2 separate regions of the Mus musculus genome follow, and region 1 is linked to region 2. A link is a contact called in public HiChIP or PLAC-seq data. All regions are on one chromosome and are shown on one strand. Each heading gives the region's core, a stretch centred on a gene start, on an enhancer-like site or on the middle of the called end of the contact. The rest is flanking DNA. Distances are from core to core; before and after follow the strand shown. Region 1 has its middle 5.1 kb from the start of Gm40652. Region 2 has its middle 100 kb from the start of Gm36595.

Region 1 (6,299 bases), core at 3,322-5,821, 580 kb after region 2:
AACCTTGACCTCAAGCTGTACTACTGAGCAATAGTGTTGAAAACCCCATAGAATTGGTACAGTGAAAGGCAGGAAGATCAACAGAATAGAATTGAAGACCCAGAAATGAACCCACATACCTATGGTAACTTGATCTTTGACAAAGGAGCTAAAGCCATCCAGTGGGAAAAAGGCAGCATTTTCAACAAATGGTGCTCGTTCAACTGGAGGTCAGCATGTAGAAGAATGCAAATTGATCCATTTTTATCTCCCTGTACAAAGCTCAAGTCCAAGTGGATCAAGAACATCCACATAACACCAGATACACTGACTCTTCTAGAAGAGAAAGTGGGGAAACGTCTTGAACACATGGGTACAGGGGGAAAAGCTCCTGAACAGAACATTAATGACTTATGCTCTAAGACCAAAATCAACAAATGGAACCTCATAAAATTGCAAAGCTTGTATAAGGCAAAGGTCACTGTCAATAGGACAAAAAGGCAACCAACAGATTAGGAAAAGATGTTTACCAATTTCACATCTGATAGAGGACAAATATCCAATATATACAAATAACTCAAGAACTTAGACTCCAGAGAACCAAGTAAGCCTATTAAAGATGGGGAACAGAGTTAAACAAATAAATTCTCAACTGAGGAAACTCAAATGGCTGAGAAGCACCTAAAGAAATGTTCAACATCCTTAGTCATCAGGGAAATGCAAATCAAAACAACCCTGAGATTCCACCTCACACCAGTCAGAATGGCTAAGATCAAAAACTCAGGTGACAGCAGGTACTGGCGAGGGTGGAGAAAGAGGAACACTCCTCCATTGTTGCAAGCTGGTACAACCACTCTGCAAATCAATTTGGAGGTTCCTCAGAAAATTGGACATAATACTACCAGAGGATCCAGCTGTAGCACTCCTGGGCATATACCCTGATGATGCTCCAATATGTAATAAGGACACATGCTCTACTATGTTCATAGCAGCCTTATTTATAATAGTCAGAAGCTAGAAATAATCCAAATGTCCCTCAACAGAATAGTGGATACAGGTAATATGGTACATTTACATAATGGAATACTACTCAACTATTAAAAACAATGAAATACTACTCAGCTATTAAAAACAATGACTTCATGAAATTTGTAGGCAAATGGATGGTACTTGAAAATATCATCCTGATTGAGGTAACTCAGCCACAATAGAACACACATGGTATGCACTTACTGATAAGTGGATATTAGCAATTCCATATACTGTCACCAAACCAGGATGCTGTTGTGGATGCCAGGAAGTACTTGCTGATGGGAGCCTGATATGGCTGTTTCCTGAGAGGTTCTGCCAGAGTCTGACAAATATAGAGGTGGCTGCTTGGAGCCAACTGTCAGGCTGATTATGGAGTCCCTGATGGAGGAGTTGCAGAAGGGACTGAAGGAGCTGAGGGAGCAACAATGTCAACCAGCCAGACCCCCTCCCTTTGAGCTCCTGGGGACTGGACCACCAACCAAAGAGTACACATGGAGAAACCCATGACTCCGGCCACATATGTGGCAGAAGATGGCCTTGTTGGCATCAGTGGTAGGAGAGACCTTTGGGCCTAAGGGTGTTCAATACCCCAATGTAGGGGAATGTCAGGGTGGAAGACAGGAGTGGGTTGTTGGGTGGGGGAGTACCCTCATAGAGGTAGGGGAAGGGTGGATGTTATAGGGGGGTTCTGAAGGGAAGATCTGGAAAGGGGAAAACAAATGTTTGAAATGTAAATAAATAAAATATCCAATTAAAAATAAAGGAATAGATAAATTTCTTGACTACTTCCTGCCCCAAATTACAATATATAAATAGCAAATCCGAAACCTTCCAAAGGCAAAAGTTCTGGTCTAAATTGTTGTTCTGATACAGCCCACATAATATCTGCAATAATCAGGTATCAGTTCTATCCAATGATAGAGAAGGAAAAGACCCTTTGATTATGGCAGTTGGTGGAGATGATATGAATCATGAAAGGAAAACAATGAAGCCTGGCTGAAAGGTCTGGCTTTTTCTACCTGGATTAATGCATGTATCTATGAGAATGGACAAACAAATGTGGGAACAAGAAAAGATACATTAATAAAAATGCTCAAGGACATTGAAATCCTGATGTACCAAAGGTGCATGCCAACTCTACCATTAGGTATAGACACCAAATTTTGGGGAGAGTGTAGGAGCTATAAAAGTGGTATTTATCAGAGTATAAAATCATGGTATTTCCTGGAATCTAAGTTAAGCAAGAAGGAGCCACACCCAAGACTGGAAGAAGGGTGTACACCAAAACTGTAAGTTGTAAGAAAGAAAGACAGGTTGGCAAAGAAAGTTGAAGTGATGTGGGCACCAAGGTGCAAGAAAGCAAGGAGAGGTTGGGGAGACATACACAGTGTAGCTAGGGGAGCAGGCATCATTGAACTCATCACTGTCACAGCAGTTAGAGCATTTTTAGAACATCAGAGAAGGAGACTTTCTGGAATGAAACGCAGAGTACATTAACTCCTTCAAGAAGTCTTGATATAGAAGGGAATAGAGTAATGGTCAGTAGATTGTTGTTGGGAGGGGTAAGCAAAATTTTAAGATTATAATTCAGGGCTGGGAAACCCAATAGAAAGGAACACTAGGCTAACATAGGAGAGATGGGCAGGAATTGAGAGCTAAGCTTGGGATGGAACAAGCAGAAAAAGCAGAGATGGAAAAATGAGGTGAGAGATGTGCACAGACATGGTGTCTAGCTTGCTTGGGAAGAAGAGGGTGTTCTGGCACAGGGCTTCATGTTTGTTTGTTTAGTAAAAAATAAAACAAAAAAAACATACAACAAAACCTGCTATGTCCACTCCAGTGCAGTCTGCTTGGTAGGTCTAAGGGCCTGAAAGCAGTCACGAGGCAAAGAGTTTCAAGGAAACTTTGCCTCCTGAAACCTTGGCATTTCCATAGCCCATATACTCAAACCCTGACCCCGAGTTAGGCTGGTGTATGTTCTCTTTCAGTATTGTTTTATTATAAGTGCCTTTAAGGATTGGTTTTTGACATAGCTAAGCCCCCACCAGTGTTCCAATGGTTCCTAGAAAATCCTTGAAATCTACAGTGAGCTTGGAATTCAGTAAGAATATTATCTATTCAGTAATATTCAAATTCACTTCTAGTAGAGACAGTGAAAATAATCAGACATTACAAAGTACAGAGCTAGGAAAGCTCAGGGCTGGTCTACATAGTAATTACATAGGACAATAGCTGAGTCACACCCAAACACAGGAATACACAATGTCCTAGCAAATAGGAAAGTTAGTGGAAGGGAATTCCCCTGGTACAGGTTTCTTCATTAGGCCCAGAGGAATAGCATAATCAGGTATTTACTAAAGAACCGCTGGTGGTGGGTTTAACAAGAGACTAGCATTGCATCAGAGCATTCACCTGGCTCCATTTTAAGTGGTAAGCATGGCCTGGTCCTGGGCATCTTTTTATGTATGCATTCTTTTTATTTTATTTATTTATTTATTTATTTGTTTGTTTGTTTGTTTGTTTGTTTGTTTGTTTGTTTTGTGTCAATGTAACTTGGCAGATGTGTTCGCCTGGGTTTTTTTTTGTTTTTCCTCTGTATAAAAAAGTCTGGTGTTCCTTTGGACAATACATTTAGATCCACACTCCCTTGTGTCATGTCTGTTTGTCACCTCCCCTCTCGCCAACTCCGTGTCCACCTGCTGGAACTCCTGATTTCCCACAGATTGAGGGGGGCCTGACTAGGCCCAGTCCGTGGCAAAAACAAAACAAAAACAGCCAGCAGACAAGCAAAAAGGACCAGAATGGGGGTAGAGTGGGCACAAAGGCAAGTGAACCCTTTGGGACACCATCTCAGGATGGTAAGACAGCACAGCATGTCCATTTGTAAAACTATTGTGAGTTTAAATTGAAACCCATTAGTCAGGTAGTGTATTTCTTTTCCAGCTATGTTCAATTACTTTGACCTAACCAAGAGGAATACAATGAGTTGAAGTCGTGGAGCTGTCAGGACAAATATATTTGATACAAGGAGAAAATCAAGAAGCCGAAGAGTGTTTGACCACTGCTCTCTCTGACAGCACTGTAAAAAAATTGCCAAAGACTTTTCCTTTTAAGTTCCTGAGTTCAAGTCCCCCTGAAAGTGGTCCATTTTTATTAGTTGTCTTTACGTGTCTTAGTCTTCCATTCTTTAAGGAGTTCAGAATGACTGTGATCCCCTGCCCAGAAAATTACATTCAGCTTTTGCCTTCCCTTCTTGTGTTTTGGGCAATTGCATGGCCATGAGCTACTATCTTATGCATTTCATTCCATACTGGGACACTGGAAATATCTCTCTCACCCTACTCAAATGAAAATGTGCTGGCCATGTACTACTTGAACTTAACATAGCCTCAATTCCCCCACTGTGGAGGACAAGAAAAGATTGGAACCAGTTTCCTGGTGACCGGAATCAGGGTGATCCGGTTTCAGACACCAAAGATTTGATATGGGCTACAGCCTCATGACCAAACAATTAATACTGCTGTCAGCATACCCTCTATTTACCCTCTAAAAAGGCTTGATGAATGTGTCACATTATGCCTGACTTGTAAATGTGCATGAGACAAATTCTATGCAGGCTGATGGTCTATCTTTAGAGCTAGCTGGAAGTCTTGGCTCTTCTCCTGCAGCTGTGTGAAATGCTTCAGTGTCTCTGACAATTCCCATGAACTCTACTTAACACAGACACCTCAAGATATATTCTTGGACTCTAGATTGAAAATATCTCTCAAGTCAAGCATCTGTACCCCCAATTTATTTTCTTCCATTTTTAATTTCAGGATTCATTATTACAAGAGACAGTATTTATTGATCACCATCTTAAACATTTAAAGTGATTAAATGATTCAATCACAACACAATAGGTACTTGTATGATTCCCATTCTAATGGTAAGGAAACTGAGTCACGAGGAGAGTAACCTGCTGACTGGTACCTGGTGAAGGCAAGGTTTCAGAGCAGCAATATGAACTCCTGAAGTCTTGCTACTAGAGCTAATAATAACTACAGAGCCCTTACACAGTATATTCTGCTAAAATAAACATGAAGAGGAAGTCATATTAGCTAATATAATTCTATAACTACACTTTCCTGTTTCAGAATCAGAGTAAAGACATCTAAGCTTGTTGCATTTCTATGGTATAAAATAATTTGTCTTACATTTCAAAATTACATTTTTTTAACTCGACTTAGAACAATCTCATATTAAGTCTAGTTCACTGGTTTATATCAGTATTATGGTGATTTTTTAACCTTTCCCACAGTATTCTTGCTTTCTTCTATATCAGAAATCAACATAGCCTCTTAGTGAAACAAAAAAATCAAAACTAGGATCTTAGAATGCTACCACTTAGATGAAAGTGTCTTAAAGCTCATGACTATGGCCTCACATGCCTTATGAGCTCTTCAGTCCAAGAATTCAATGATGTGAAATGTGAAATAGGAAATGTCTTAGAAAGTAGTATGATCCAACCCTTTATTTTATTAATTTTAAGTGAACCTCTTCATGAGGCCTGAACCTCTTCATGGTTAAAAATTTATTAATTATAATAGTTGCAAGGATATTGCCCACAGAGTAGTAATCATAATGCCTAAAGCATACTAAATTCCACTTTGCCCACAGACATTTTAATGCTAAAAACAGCATCAATGCCTGCAGTACCAGAAAACAAGTTACTAATTGATAATCAAAAGAATCCAACTAATGTGTTTGCTGAGTGTGAACAGGAAAAGCTGTCACCTTCAGAAGTTTCAAAATAGTTTTCTTTCTTTAGAAAGTGTGTATCTTCTCAGGACAAGCGTCAAGGTTCTCACATGTCTCTGTGCATGTCATTGGTCACAGCTGAGTCAGAGCAGAAATGACTTTGAAACTATTGCAAATGACATTTTCTGTATTTGGCAACTGTGGCAATCTGGATGTCCTCGTCACATGAAAAGGCTGACAGAACAGTCATTTTAGAATTTGCCCAGCAAAGCTATAGAACGTAGGTGAGGTGACACCCCGGAAGATAAAATTCAGGGTCTGGGAACAGGGCTGTGCCTGTTATCGCTCACACAGACCATTCCTCCTGTCATCGAGATGTCAGCATTCTGTCTTTTGCTGTAAGGTGGTATGTTTTGGAGATACAAGTAAGAGAATATAATTTCCATCCACTTCAGGAAGCGATAAAGCGTGAACACCTAACCATGACATGCCAGTATTAAGCCAAACACAGACCAGATAAATTACATATAGTATTTTATCACTCACCT
Region 2 (5,762 bases), core at 1,921-4,420:
TACCAAATGAGATATATCCCTAGCCCATGAAGCCTTTTCAAATATATGCAAAGTTAGCTTTAGAAGTGTTAAATATAACATATTAAAATGACTTGCTAGTAGTAGAGTGTGGGCCTGAATACCTGAGGCTTTTCATGGAGATCTCTGGCCTGGCTTGGTGTGAGAGTTCTAGCAAAGAGAAGCGAGTACAGGCAGGGAGGGGAGGTTGCTTGCTTCCGCTGCTTCTGCTGCTGCAGTTGGCTCTGCCTCCGTCTCTGCTGCACCTTCCAGGCTAGCCTTCCAGGTTACTCTTTGCAGCCCTGAACGGAGTTGGGTCAGGCTGGGCCGACTGAATGTCAACTAGCCAGTGAGGAGTGTAGCTTCAGGCAGTGTACTGGGAGAGCAGACCTCTTCCCAAGTGTTACAACTCTTAGAACAGAAGGCTGGGACAACAGAGTAGTTCTTGCACACTTTTAATCTTTCCAGATAGGGTTCTAATATATACAGTTTTGGGGTGGGTCAAGGATTGACAACAGGTACTTCTCATTGGTTTGTTCTGAGAACTTTGGGGAAACTTTATTTGCATGTGGGAGGGCTTGGGCTGCTCCTATGTGACTGATGTCCACACACCTCCCTGCGGGGGTCTGTGGGAGGCTGTAGCTATGTGACAGGAGCCAGGGACCCAGGAGGCATGGTTGAACACCTGCTGTCCCATGCAGGTGGATGTCACCACCCATTGGGTCATCGGGGTTCCAGACCTATGCTCGACCAGGAACCAGGCTGTCTGTGCACAGCCTACCGCTCCACAGTAGAGTTTAGCGATACCAACAGAAGAGAAGGTTTTAGAGTTTTATGTCAAAGACTGATACACAGAACAGCCTGTCTTGGTCAGGGAGTAGAAAGGGCAAATTTTTAGTGGTTAGGAGTCAGTCTTTTTAAGAAGCATGGCAGGGAATCAATCAAATAAAAATGTTTTGAAGTAAAATCAGTGCAGAGTCAAAGAAGAAGGGGTTAGGGTTAGAAGTAGTCAGCATGGTGTTGAGAAAGACTTTGGTCCTCACCATCAAAACCTGTAGCTAGAAAAAAGGGGAGGGGTGGTGGGAAAGACTCCTCAACTTGGCAGGTATCAGTGACATCAGAGACTCTAGTGAGACCTTTGAAAGACACATCAAGCTTGGAGATGTGAAGGGATTGGTACAGAGGCTTCAGAGGCTAAATATGGACCACTGTTTCCAGAAGCTTAGGGCTTCTAGAGAATGGGTTGGTGAAGGAGATGGTGAGCCTTCTAGAGAAAGAAGAAACGACTAATTGTAGGCATGCAGTTCTGGGAAAAGCAGCGGGGACTTGAGGAAGAAGAGGTAAGAATGTGAGACGTGCTAAGAAGGGCTAACCGGTGCTTCCCATAGTCTGAGTCACAGAAGCAAGACAGGTAGGATGAGTTTGTTCTGGGTCATGTCCAAGTGAAGAACAGGAAGAGACTGGAGTGACTAAATGGGGTCAGAAGGACATCAGTCTAGGACAACGAAGCAACAGGGATGGTGAGATATCAGTGTGATTGCTGCAACGTAGTTTGCAAGGCACTGGGATATAACTTAGGCCAGGAGAAGAGAACAAAGCACAGAGGCGAGGTGCCTTGAAAAAGTAGGAGCTTATTTTCTTATCGTTCTGGACATTGCAGGCTCAAGGTCCAGCTGTTGGTAAGCTTTGTTTCTTTTTAGGGTTTTGTCCTTGGCACATGAACAATTAATGCAAGTGATCCTTTGGCTCTTTGTGCATCCCTTCTTATTTATTTGCTTATTTATTTACCTGTTTATTTACTTTCAGAATCGGGGTATTATATATTTCTGGCTGGACTGCAGCTTACTATGTAGACCACACTGGCCCCAAAGTCACAGACATCCACCCGCTTCTTCCTTTTTATCACTAGAATTAAAGGCATAATATGCTACTTTGCCTGTGCCCCATCCCTTCTTGTAACAACACAAGTCACATGGAATAGGGCTCACCCAGATGGTCTCATTTTACCTTCTTTATCTCTAAAGTCTCTCTCAGTAAAGTCACATCCTGAGGTACTAGGGGGTTCCGATTTTGACAAACAGATTTTTCAGGGGACATAGTTCAGCTCATAACAAGAAGAATGCAGTCAACAACAGATTAAAAAAACTATTTCTTTCTTTCTTTCTTTTCTTTTTTTTTTTTTTTAAAGTTGTGGGACTGGAGCTTCTCAAATAGCACTGTGTGCATGATAGGGACAATAGTGATCCCCAAAGATGTCTACACCCAAATCCTGGGACCAGTGAGTAGGCTACATGGCTTAGCAAAAAAAAAAAAAAAAAAAATCTCTTTCAAAACCAGGCAAGGGTTTTTGAAGACACAGGGTTATCCTGGATAATCAGTGAGCCCTGTCTAATCAATTACATAGGAAAAAAACCCCATTTTAATCATATATATATATATATATATATATATATATATATCACTTTACATCATGCACACTGCCCCCTCTCCTGGTCACCTCCTCCCACAATCCTTCCTCCATTCCCCTTCCTCTGTGTAGGGACCCTCCCCTGGCTGTCCCCCCATACCCTGACACTTCAAGTCTCTGTGAGGCTAGGCACTTTCCTCTCCTACTAGGTCCTGAAGGGGATAGGAACTCCACAGGAAGACTAACAGTCAACTAACTTAGACTCTTGGAGCTTTCAGAGTCTGGAGAATATACACAGCTGGACCTAGGCCTCCTTGCACATATATAGTAGATACACATTGAAATTTTTAAGTGAAGGACTTTTCCTGCATGAATTCTGGGTCAGATGAAATAAGATCGTGTCTGGAGGGGTCCAGCTCAGTGGGTAGAGTGTTTGTCTAGCATGCAACAGAGCCATGGCTTCCGTCACATTCAGCAGCCCATAATGTATACACAGTGATGTGTACTTGTAATCGCAATGCTTAAGAGGTGGAGACAGAAGGATTAAAAAGTCAAGTTTATTCTCAGCTTCAGAGCAAGTCTGAAGCCAGTCAGGGACAGAGGCATGAGAACCTGTATCAACAACAAGAATAATGTAGAACTGTGGAAGAATAGTGTGAGAATTGCAACCCTGGGGGGAGGGAATCAGGGACTAAAGAGGGGCTAGCTCCTTGGAAGGGGAGAAGTAAGGGAAGAATTCTGCCGGATGGTGTCAGAAAAGGAAACATTGTCCGAGACAGCTTCAGTTTAGCCCAGTAGGAGCTGTGTGGAGCTTCTGACTCACACACTGTAACAAACCACATTTATTTTGCCTTAAGTTACTAAATTTGTAGTAATTTGTTGTAGCAGGATTCCAAAGTTAATTTGGTAGGAACTGGCATCCCTGGAAGTCTATTTTAAAACACGGTTTCTGTCTCTATTGTCTGCATTTCCAACAAGCCCTGAAGTGATGTGAATATATGTGCCCCGGGTTGTGGACCACACTGTGAGCGGCAAGGCAAGGCTGGTGTTTAACCCTTCCTTCAATATCACCAAGGTATCACAAATGAAAGAATTAAGGAAGAAGGCATTTCTCAGACACTATTCAGATGAGTATTGTTACTGGAGTGGACTTTTATTCACAGCCCCGTTACTTTGTTGCTAAACATAGCACATTTACTACTTAATAATAGTAAACAAAACAAAACACAAAACGAGCAAAGCAAAGCGTCTGCATGGGAAAAGCGGCCTGCAGAGGTGCCAGTGTTTGGAATATTTGGCTCCAGAGTGTCTGTGTGTTTATGGATCTTGCTGAGGTGGCCTGGCTGACACTTGGCTGATACAAATTGTTTCTCATGACCAACACCTTGGGGGGAAAATAAGCAGCAGGCTAAGCTCTCTTGCTTCTTTCCCAGGGTGGGCATCTCACATTGTAGGAGTCAGTAAGCTTAAGAAAAAGATTTCAGGGCAAACGAAACTTTTGTTGCAACAATCTAATGGGACAGTTTCCAGGAGAGACTCACTTGGTCCGTCTGTTCTATAAACTAAGAACGGTACAAAACCAGAGGGGATGTTCCCGGTGACCTGAAAGGTATGTTCCCTCTTTATCTTGTTGTCCGAGGGCACTCTGTAATTATGTGACAGTATATTGTTAGCTGTGTTCCTTGCAATGGCACTGGCCAAAGGCTTGGAAGAAAATTATCCAGTTATTAAAGAAGATGTAGAGCACCACACTAGCATGAAGCAGAACACCAAGATGGGCTAGTCTCTATCCTTAGTCACAAACAAACAACAACAACAACAACAAAGCAATACCTCAGGTGGAGTTGGCTCACCCCAAATACTTAGAGGGGACCCAGGTTTCATGCACTCATCAGGTGGCTCGCAACCACCTGTAACACCAGTTCCAGGGGATCCGACGCCCTCTTCTGGCCTCTCTAGGCACCTGTGTGCATGCCAACACACACAAAACTAGAAGCAAATAAGCCAACCTTAAAAACAGAAAATCCTCTGGGGGAAATCAGAGTGGAAAGGATTCAAAGAATGTGGCAGGGACTTGTGATGAGAAATTATCACGCAGATGTTTACGAGGAAGAATGAGGAAAGAACGTATGATCCAAGCTACGTGCAAACCTCATGCTCTCCAGAGCAAGTAGGAGGCTTCACAGGGTCTGGAGCAAGCATTTTCCAACTATGTGGTTGGTAGGAATCATAACCAAGAGCCTGCTGAACAGCAGATTCTCTGGCTCCTATTCTGTGATTCTTTAAAACGGTTCATTATGGAAAATTCCAACCATTAATATAATAGATCGAAGGCATCCCCCACCTCCCCACTCCCTGTTCTCAAACTCAGTAATTATCACAGTGTGCAGTGTTGCTTCATCCACAACACCTGCCCATTGCTTCCTTGTCCTGCTTCCTTAGGGGATTGTATCAGTGCAGATCTCAGTCATGGGCCAGGTGTCTCATGTAGAGCAAAGTAAGCGTTGACACTCCAAGACACAGGGTTCCTGATATATTTGTGAACGCTAAGGTCTAGGTGGCTCAGAGATATCCCGGGGAAGTGCACATGACAGTCCAGTTAGTTTTTGAAGCTTTCAAGCAGAGGCGGAGACTGGTTAGGAGGGAAGATGCCATTGAACGGCAAGGGGAATTACTGGAACCATGGCAGTGGGAAGGAACTAGATGGCAAAGTGTCTTTCAAGGATGGTCAAGCCGGTCACTGAGGCTAAGAACTTCATCCCCAGTTAGGGAAGGAGGAAAGTCAGCATCCAGAATCTCATACTGTAGGGCATAGTTGCCTTGTTGGAACCATTTTTGTCTCTTGGATATGATGTAGAGTCAGTATCTTTTCTGTTTCTACTTAAGTGGAACAGAACTATCTTCCTCATTGGAAGTTTTTATTCTTTATTTGTTTGTTTTTTTGCTTGCTTTTTTTTTTTTTAGACCGGGTTTCTCTTTATAATAATCCTGGCTGTCTTGGAACTCCCTTTGTAGACCAGGCTATCTTGGCCTTCACAGAGTTCCCCCTGCTTCTGCCTGGAATCAAAGGAATGTGCCATCATGCCCCCACTTTATTTATTTGTTTAATACAAGGTCTTGTTATACAGCTGAGGCTGGCCTCAACATTGCAGTTATCCTCCTGCCTCTGTGTCCGGAGCTGGGCTCACAGGCCTTGGCTGCTGCGCTGGAAGCATTTTTCCCTTGGTAGGTAAGATCTTCAGATACTCAGTCTGAGTGATGGGGAATGGATTCCTAAAATCCCATAAGTGAGTTACACAGTGTCACAAGGAGGTGGAGCCTAGGCCCAGCCACTGGTCCTTAGGACTCTTTTGGACTT

The links. HiChIP or PLAC-seq counts read pairs in DNA pulled down with a chosen protein or histone mark.
Region 1: a contact with region 2 is called in an H3K27ac HiChIP or PLAC-seq map of heart atrium, with 5 read pairs. The contact joins two enhancer-like sites. A contact is called at or near these places in 2 of 115 datasets of contacts at active chromatin or transcription factors (heart atrium and neural progenitor cells).

What each region holds. Positions count from the first base shown.
Region 1 is chr10:57,109,005-57,115,303 of GRCm38.p6, forward strand. No RefSeq gene overlaps it. Among named protein-coding and RNA genes, the nearest start is that of Gm40652, 5.1 kb to the right of the region's middle. Within about 2 kb of position 4,572, at least 5 of the 459 cell types and tissues checked have an H3K27ac peak or open chromatin away from gene starts, as enhancers often do. A contact at or near this core is called in heart atrium, where this site is marked.
Region 2 is chr10:56,534,076-56,539,837 of GRCm38.p6, forward strand. No RefSeq gene overlaps it. Among named protein-coding and RNA genes, the nearest start is that of Gm36595, 100 kb to the left of the region's middle. Within about 2 kb of position 3,171, at least 22 of the 459 cell types and tissues checked have an H3K27ac peak or open chromatin away from gene starts, as enhancers often do. A contact at or near this core is called in heart atrium, where this site is marked.